Regions from separate parts of the Mus musculus genome. Here region 2 is linked to region 1. The links are chromatin contacts, called in public ChIA-PET maps. All regions are on one chromosome and are shown on one strand. The core of a region is the stretch at or near the end of the contact, and the rest is flanking DNA. Distances in the headings are between cores, read along the strand shown.

Evidence for each region. ChIA-PET counts read pairs in DNA pulled down with a chosen protein or histone mark.
Region 2: an RNA polymerase II ChIA-PET map of memory CD8 T cells shows a contact between it and region 1, with 11 read pairs. The contact joins two enhancer-like sites. A contact is called at or near these places in 3 of 39 promoter capture datasets (embryonic stem cells, liver and second pharyngeal arch cranial neural crest), 6 of 484 Hi-C or Micro-C datasets (CD4 T cells, conventional dendritic cells, granulosa cells and 3 more) and 2 of 115 datasets of contacts at active chromatin or transcription factors (CD8 T cells and memory CD8 T cells).

What each region holds. Positions count from the first base shown.
Region 1 is chr2:127,889,254-127,893,135 of GRCm38.p6, reverse strand. All of the region lies in intron 8 of Acoxl (acyl-Coenzyme A oxidase-like), which reads right to left. Among named protein-coding and RNA genes, the nearest start is that of Acoxl, 37 kb to the right of the region's middle. Within about 2 kb of position 2,310, at least 43 of the 459 cell types and tissues checked have an H3K27ac peak or open chromatin away from gene starts, as enhancers often do. A contact at or near this core is called in CD8 T cells and memory CD8 T cells, where this site is marked.
Region 2 is chr2:128,026,111-128,029,815 of GRCm38.p6, reverse strand. The region is part of intron 12 of Acoxl (acyl-Coenzyme A oxidase-like); the gene reads right to left. Among named protein-coding and RNA genes, the nearest start is that of Bcl2l11, 98 kb to the left of the region's middle. Within about 2 kb of position 1,850, at least 14 of the 459 cell types and tissues checked have an H3K27ac peak or open chromatin away from gene starts, as enhancers often do. A contact at or near this core is called in CD8 T cells and memory CD8 T cells, where this site is marked.

The DNA of each region.
Region 1 (3,882 bases), core at 1,061-3,560:
GACTGGAAGCAAAAGGATATTGGAGAAACACCTTTCAGGTGAAGTTATTTTCAACGTACAAGTCTCAGATAAACTGTCAGTCATAAGTGAGGGGAAAATAAAGACCACCGATGACATATACGGAGTCAGAATTCTGTCAATCACGTTCCCTCCCAGATTTTTATTACATATTGCAACAAAACTAGAGGAAATCAAACAAAAAGATAAGTCTTGTTTTAAAAGATTGATTACTACCAGAAGTCTATCAAACAAACAAAAAAAGATAAAATGAACTAGAAGATATAACTGAGTTTTCTCCCAATGAGGGGAGGAAGCAACCGAAAACTGCAGCAGAAAACCGAGCCTTTCAAAAATATAACAATGAAAATGCCAGGTACTGTGGATTTGATTAGTTTATGGAGTATAAGACAGCTATGCTAGGACACTGTTCTTCACATTGTAAAAGGGTTTTCACATCGGATGTATATGGGGAAAACATATGTTTCACATTCTGCATAGTTCTACTGTTGACAAATACATAGCCCTGACCTTAATAATGTACTCAAATACCAAAAGCTAGGTGTTAAATACAGAAGAAAAACTCAATGTTTCAGTTTTTACAATATAAAAATGAATTACAGTTCTTCAGACCAAATTGGGGAGTGGATAAAATCAAGAAATCGAGTTATCAGGATAGGAAATGGGAGATCGCAGGATGTTTGTAGGTAATCTGGTAGGTTTTATACAGATTTGCAATGATGTAAAAATCTGAAACTAAAGGAAAATGGGGAAATGGAAATGAGGGTGTGTTTTGCATAATTGAGCTGAACTCACAGCAGAGCTGTAGAAATGCCTAGAATTAGTAAACCAAGAAATTCAGAAACACAAACAAGTCATAGACTCTCATCTTGCTCCTCCCCTCAGAGTTTTGTGGTGTCTGACTAAAAAGGCCCAGGGAATTTTTAAATATCTATAATGAGAGATAAACCTTTTTTGACCTATTAAAGTTTATTGTAGACTAGGCATAGAAAATTATTACAAGCCGGGCAGTGGTGGCGCATGCCTTTAGTCCCAGCACTTGGGAGGCAGAGGCAGGTGGATTTCTGAGTTCAAGGCCAGCCTGGTCTACAAAGTGAGTTCCAGGACAGCCAGGGCTACACAGAGAAACCCTGTCTTGAAAAACAAATAAACAAACAAACAGAAAAAAAGAAAGAAAATTATTACAGTGGATTGAGTTTTTTAAAATTCCTCTGGACACCTTCCATAAATGTTTGCCATAAATGGCTCCTTTCCCCATAAAAGAACATCTGTATGAAGAAGCCTCGGGCCTCAGCCCTTCATTAGCCCTCCTGGCACACAGATGCTTGGGACCACGGAAAGGTACTACTCTTAGAAAAAGCCAGCAGCCTACTATAGAGCCACTAGATGGGGTGGAGGCCTAGATTCTGGCCCTGCCACTAGCCAGCTGACATCTGACAAATTCCAGTTTGGGTAGAATCTCTATGACTTTCAATGTAGACAATTTTTAAATCTTTGGTTAAGCTCAGTTAATCAAAGCAAACATGACTGTATACCACACAGTGATCCAGGAGCAGCTGTGGCTAGGGCTTATGCAAGACACTCAAAGACTTATCACCTGAAAACTACCCTGCCTGCACGGTAAGAACTGGACCCTAGTGAACTGTGAGCCCTGACAAACCCTGGACAAACTGCTATGTTGTTTTAGATCACAACATTTCTCAACTAAATACAAGACTCATGAGAATATCCACCTTACAGGACTGCCGAGATGAACTGTGATTGCTCATAGCATGCTTCAAATGCTGTCCCTTAACAGGAAGCTCTCAACAAAAGCCAGCCACAGTTGTGGCTTTTCTCTTTCAATCCCTTTCTCTGTGAATCTACTAAAGCAAGGGACAGAAACATGACAGAGTGAAATGTGAAGAAAAGGGACAGTCCCCTTCACAGGGACCATCTTACATGGAAATGGCTTCAGGCAGAAACACTGAGGAAAACCTGCCAGCCATCGGTTGTCATTGTCCAACCTTCCAGGTGGCACAGACGATGATTCCCAGTGACAGGTGACAGTCTCCATGAAACAATGCAGCTCCCTACAGCTGTAGCCCAGATACCCTCTGTCCCAAGTAAGTGGGCCACAGAGCTGAGGAAGGCCAGCTTCCTTCCTAGCAGGACCCAAGCAAGGAACATCTGAAAAACAGTCCACAGCCATGTGTCCCAGTCCCCATGGCTGCCGTGGCTGTACCTGGAGCCTCAGAAGGCTGGGTTCCCAGAGGCCTGTTTGGCCTCTGATGACTCACTGACAAGCAGTGCTGATCCTTGAACTGCTGGCACAGTCACAGCAGCTAAAGTTCCCTATGCCACATCAAACAGGGAGGAACGCCCAAGGACTTCCCTCTCCTTCAGCACTGAAAAACTCCACTCCTACCACAGGCGCTGAGAGTGTCCATCTATCTGTAAGCACGACCTAGCTGTGTGACTCAAGAAAGATGGGCTGCATGCCAACTCTAGGTCACTCTGCCAGGGATCAAGAGGCCTTACTCGGAAATATTTCTATAAAAGAGGGGGTGGGGCGCAGCTGAGCGACCGAGTTTGTATTCTTCATGTAGGAATTCTTAGATTCAATCCCAACCATGGAGAGCAGTGGGGCTTAGTATAGAACACAATCTCCGAGGTCCCTTCCAACCCACAATACCCTAGGGCTTTCCTTCTATAAGGTGCTAGCCCTGGATCCCGACCACCACCTGCCCCTGTCCCCTTGCCAGGGTAACCCTGGATGCTCCCTTTCAATGGTCTAGTTTCTTTGGTACACTCTGAGTCTCTGTGGGGTATGCACCAGGTCATCTCTATCATCATCGCAGTGCTGAAAGGGAACAAATTGGGCCCATATAAAAGGAACTGCGCTCAAAACGGTAGTTCTTCCACACACTTTCAACACACAAGCTTATCTCTAGCTGTACTGAGCTCTGGCTCCTCACTTTGGAGGAAAGTGCGGCAGATTAATCTTTTAAAAGATAAATATTGCGGTATATATGTCTTTAATCCCAGTAACTGGCCTGAAGAGGCAGGGATATCTCTCTGAGTTAGAGGCCAACCTGGTCTATAAGGGGAGTTCAAAGCCAGGCAGAGATACATTGCAAGACCCTGACTCAAAATAAAGATAAATGTTTACGTTTCTGTTGTAAAAACATAAGCAATTGCCATAGAGTCAACACGACAATGTGTAAGCATTTTTATACCCATCCAAAGTGATACAACGGGCTTTGGTTTTGTTGGGTTCATTTGATTTTAGGAGACATTTATGAGTCAAATTATGCCCTGGAGTCATCAAAATAACCATAGCTTATTTACAAGCTTGATCTTGAGCCCAGCAATCACACAGCTGAGGCTCCCCCACTCTCACAGTGACCATTGCCCTTTTAAAGTCAGCACTTGTGGTTGATAAGAAGCCGAATAAACCGCTGACAACGGCAAAATTCCAGCCACTTCTGACACCCAAAGCAAAGCAAATAAGCAGTCAGGAAACAATCCGCAAATTGGTCTTTGCTGCCCTCTGGTGGTTGGTCCTGGGAAGGTTCCACGCCATAGTTGACACAGATGTACCCTTACCCCAATCTCCCATCCCAGGACCATCTACGCTAAAACCATCATCCCACCAGAATTCTCACCCACAGAGCAAGTCCTGGTATTCTGCTCTCTTCTCCCTCTCCCCCTACCATTCTCTTCTCTCTCTCTCTCTCTCTCTCTCTCTCTCTCTCTCTCTCTCTCTCTCGGAAAAGGAATAATACAGCCCAAGCAGCTTAATGTTCACTGAGACCGTGCTTTCTCTAAAAAGACAACTAATGAGAGATGAGCCACGAATTTCAACTCTCCCACGCTGCTCTC
Region 2 (3,705 bases), core at 601-3,100, 140 kb before region 1:
CATGACAAATGCACATGCTTTCCAAATGGGTTATTTTGGGCTGCTCATGCCTCCTTGGCAAAAGAGTCCAGGTGTTAGAAGACTTTCTTATCCCAGTGGCAAACGGCCAACCGAACAGCATCGTGTGAGGATTTGTTTGGACTCACAGTTTCATAGCGTGGAAGGCAGTGTAGGATAGAGCCACAGGCATCATGATAGCCAGAAAGCAGAGGCAGGGAGTATGTCACTAGCTGACTTTCTCCTTTCCTTTCTTTTCCTTTCCTTTCTTCCCTTTCCCTTCCCTTCCCTTCCCTTTCCTTCCCTTCCCTTCCCTTCCCTTTCCCTTTCCCTTTCCCTTTCCCTTTCCCTTTCCCTTTCCCTTTTCCCTTTCCCCTTCCCTTTCTCTCTCTCTCTCTCTCTCTCTCTCTCTCTCTCTCTCTCTCTCTCTCTTTCTGTTACTCCAACTGGTCTAGAGGATATATTCAAGGGTCTGGCAGGGATATGTCTCCTTTCTTTCTGTCAGTCTGTCCAGGCTCCTGGCCTGGAGACGGTACATTCAAGGGTTGTCACTCTTGGTTACCGCTTACAGCCACACCCAGGTGTGTTTTGATAATCTTCCAGATGCTTCTCAAGTCCAATGTAGTAGGCAGTCAAGACTGATCCTTTATAGAAGTTCTCAGCCACTAAGATTTGGGGGCTACAGTCTCTAGATCCAATACTGTATCAGACAAAATAACAGGTGGCCAAGATGGGGCAGATACCTTAGCTAAGCATGCAGCTAAGGTGGGATTTTCCACCTGTGAGATATGTTCCTGATGATAATATACCATGTTTTATATTTTCCTCACCTTATACTATTAGTGTGATTTCCCACTTTAGAACCATCCCTGATTCACAAGAAGTTACAAAAATGAGGTAGGACAGAGAGATTCTCTCACCAACACCTCCACCCCTGAATGGACCTCAGGTATAGCACAAGTGCATCTCAAATCCAGGAAATTCTGCAACATTTATTCAGCAGAATTTTCTTTATAGTAGAGATTTCATTATTTAAAATATATTCTTTCATACATTTTTAAAAAAATTATCCAAGTCTGGTGTTATCCTTATACCAAATCTCCTTAAGGGAGGTTGTGATACAATTTCTGTTTAAGGACTGTGTCTGTGGCAATTTATACAGGTCTCTGGTTCTGCATGTGAGTACCCCATTTTCTTGCCTACCCAAGAGTCCTTTCTTAGTGATTGCATAGTCAGCAAAGATACCAGGTTTTTTTTTCTTAAAACAAAAACAAAAAACTCCAAAACAACAACAAAAACCAGGACCCATTTGCAAGAGGAATTAAGCTAATCTGTAGCCAACATTGAAGACTTTGAGTGTGAGAAACTGTACAGAAACACACATCAGAAACACACATATAATAAATATCGCATGCATCCTGGAACACAGATTGTGTAACACCAATATAAGGGTTTGGGTTTTGTTTTTTGTTGTTGTTGTTGTTGTTGTTTTGTGTGTGTGTGTGTGTGTGTGTGTGTTTAGGTCAAATCGTTTTTCAAGGCATCTGTGAATCAACTTTGCATTTCCACATGCTAAAGATTTCACTGATTCTTGCCAGGTACTGCGAACTTGGAGTAAAAAGTCTTACTGGGAAGGTTTGCTGCCAAGACAGAAACATTTGAGCCAATTAGAATAGAAAATATGAGTCTAAGGAGAAACTTCTAGATAACCCCATAGGGAGAAGGGAGGGACAGGCAGGCGGCGGGCAGGCAAGGCGGCAGGCGGGCGGTGGGGTCACACTGGGGTCTGCACCGTGCTTAGCAATAGAGTCAAGCAAGGCGGAAGTGCTTGTGGCTTCAGGGGCCCACATCATGCTGCAAGAGCAAAGTTAAAAGGAGTGAGGAGAGAACAGAAAACCAAGTGGGGTTCTTCTGCCCTTCTGCGAGTGGTCCGTGCTACTGCCTCGGTGTCACTCGCTAAAGCCCAGGACAGGGCAGGAAATATGACTTCCAGGGCTGTGGGAGGAAGAATGCCTCAGAAGGCAGAGAGGCTGCTGGGAAAGCCCGTGGCTGTTCCCTACTGGGGCTTCTGATGCAGACTCTGAAAGTGCACCATGGCAGTTATGATTTGATGCCTCCATGTGTGCAGGTCTGTTGGAAAGTGCTGTATGGCAGTAGGGGACAGACAGACAGACAGACAGACAGGCCCTTTCCTTCCTTCCCCCTCTCCCTCTTCGGTTCCTCACATGCATGGCAGTACAGTTTGAGCCCCACCACAGCATGCAGGTCCTATTTTAACTATTACAGCAGGGCCACACCCAACTCCCCTTCATGGTATGTGCTTGGACTGTTCCTTGCCAGAGAACGGCATTAACTAATGACTGGTGACCAACCCAGCTCACTGTATAAAAACCAAAGCCATCTTGGGTGTAGGGGGACAAACATGGGGCTTATATGTACAGGATGGCCACAGTACATTATAATTGCATTCATGCTGTGACCTAGGTGTCTATGGCAACACAGAACATAATACACACACATACAATCCTATGTATATTTCAGGTGATGCCCCCCCCCGCCCACTCTCTAGGCAAAGGCCAAGCCAGAGATTTCACAGTGTGAATAAAACAGAGCCCAGCTGTCTATCCTAAGTGAGCATCATTCCTCCAGAACTCCCCACCCCACCCCCACTCTGCAGCTTCTTATAGTTACGCGCAATCCAGGGAACTTGCAGATGATAGAGGCCATCTCTTGGGAATATCATGGACCTAAGGACAGTAACTTGTGAAGCTCAATCCTGGTCCTTTGCCCTCCCCAAGGAACCACCAACCTTTTCCATTAGTACCCAGAGCTACTGTTCAGAGCAGAAACATCCTGGAGAATTGTTTGGGAGCCAAGGGCCTGTGCCTACTATGTGGATGGCTCACATCCCTCCTGGTAGATAAGCTTGGTTTGATACCACCATGCCAGCCATTCCACATTAAAAATACTGTGCTTGCCATTTGAAAAACTGAAAATTCTGGAACACTTGTATCCACATTCCCCAGGACAACTACCAGTGAGAGCTAAGCAGCAGCTGTAGGCCCTGGGAAGAGGAAAAAGGACCTCAGATTATCTAAATCCTTACCACGCTCCGAGCACCCTGGGACTGCTGCAGTTGTTAAAGGACCCACCTGGCCCTGAAGGTAGAGATTACTGCTTAGTTATCTTCTGATGACTCACAGAAACTGGCGGAGTGGGGTCCTTCCTGCCCCCAGTTCTGCCAGTTATGTTATTACCCAAAAGGACCCACTTGGTGTGTCCGGTCAGTTCACCCTGTGCCATGGAGGCCAGTTCAGGAGCAGGTCTGCTCTGCAAACAGCTGATGCAATGCCTCCATACCCCACGGATCTTCAGTTTGGGTCCAAACCCTTTCCTATTGAGAGGTCTGCGCAGCCAAATCTCCAAGTTCAGATGTGTGCACTATGACTGGCCAAAAAGACCATAGAGAAGTCCAGCTGGAGGATTCATGGAGGGTTGGGGGCAGAGTGCTTCCTAAGGTTCTGCCCTTCTCCAGATTTGAGGTGGCTGCTTTGAGACCCAGGAACAACTACAGGGTCAGTTCAGTGAAGCCAACTTCTGGGAAGAAGGTCAGGCTTTGAGAGCAGATGGGCTATAGAGCTGGCCTGAGGTCACCATGGAGAATGACAGGTGTGCTGACAGTTTAGCCACACTTCCAAGAACCATGTA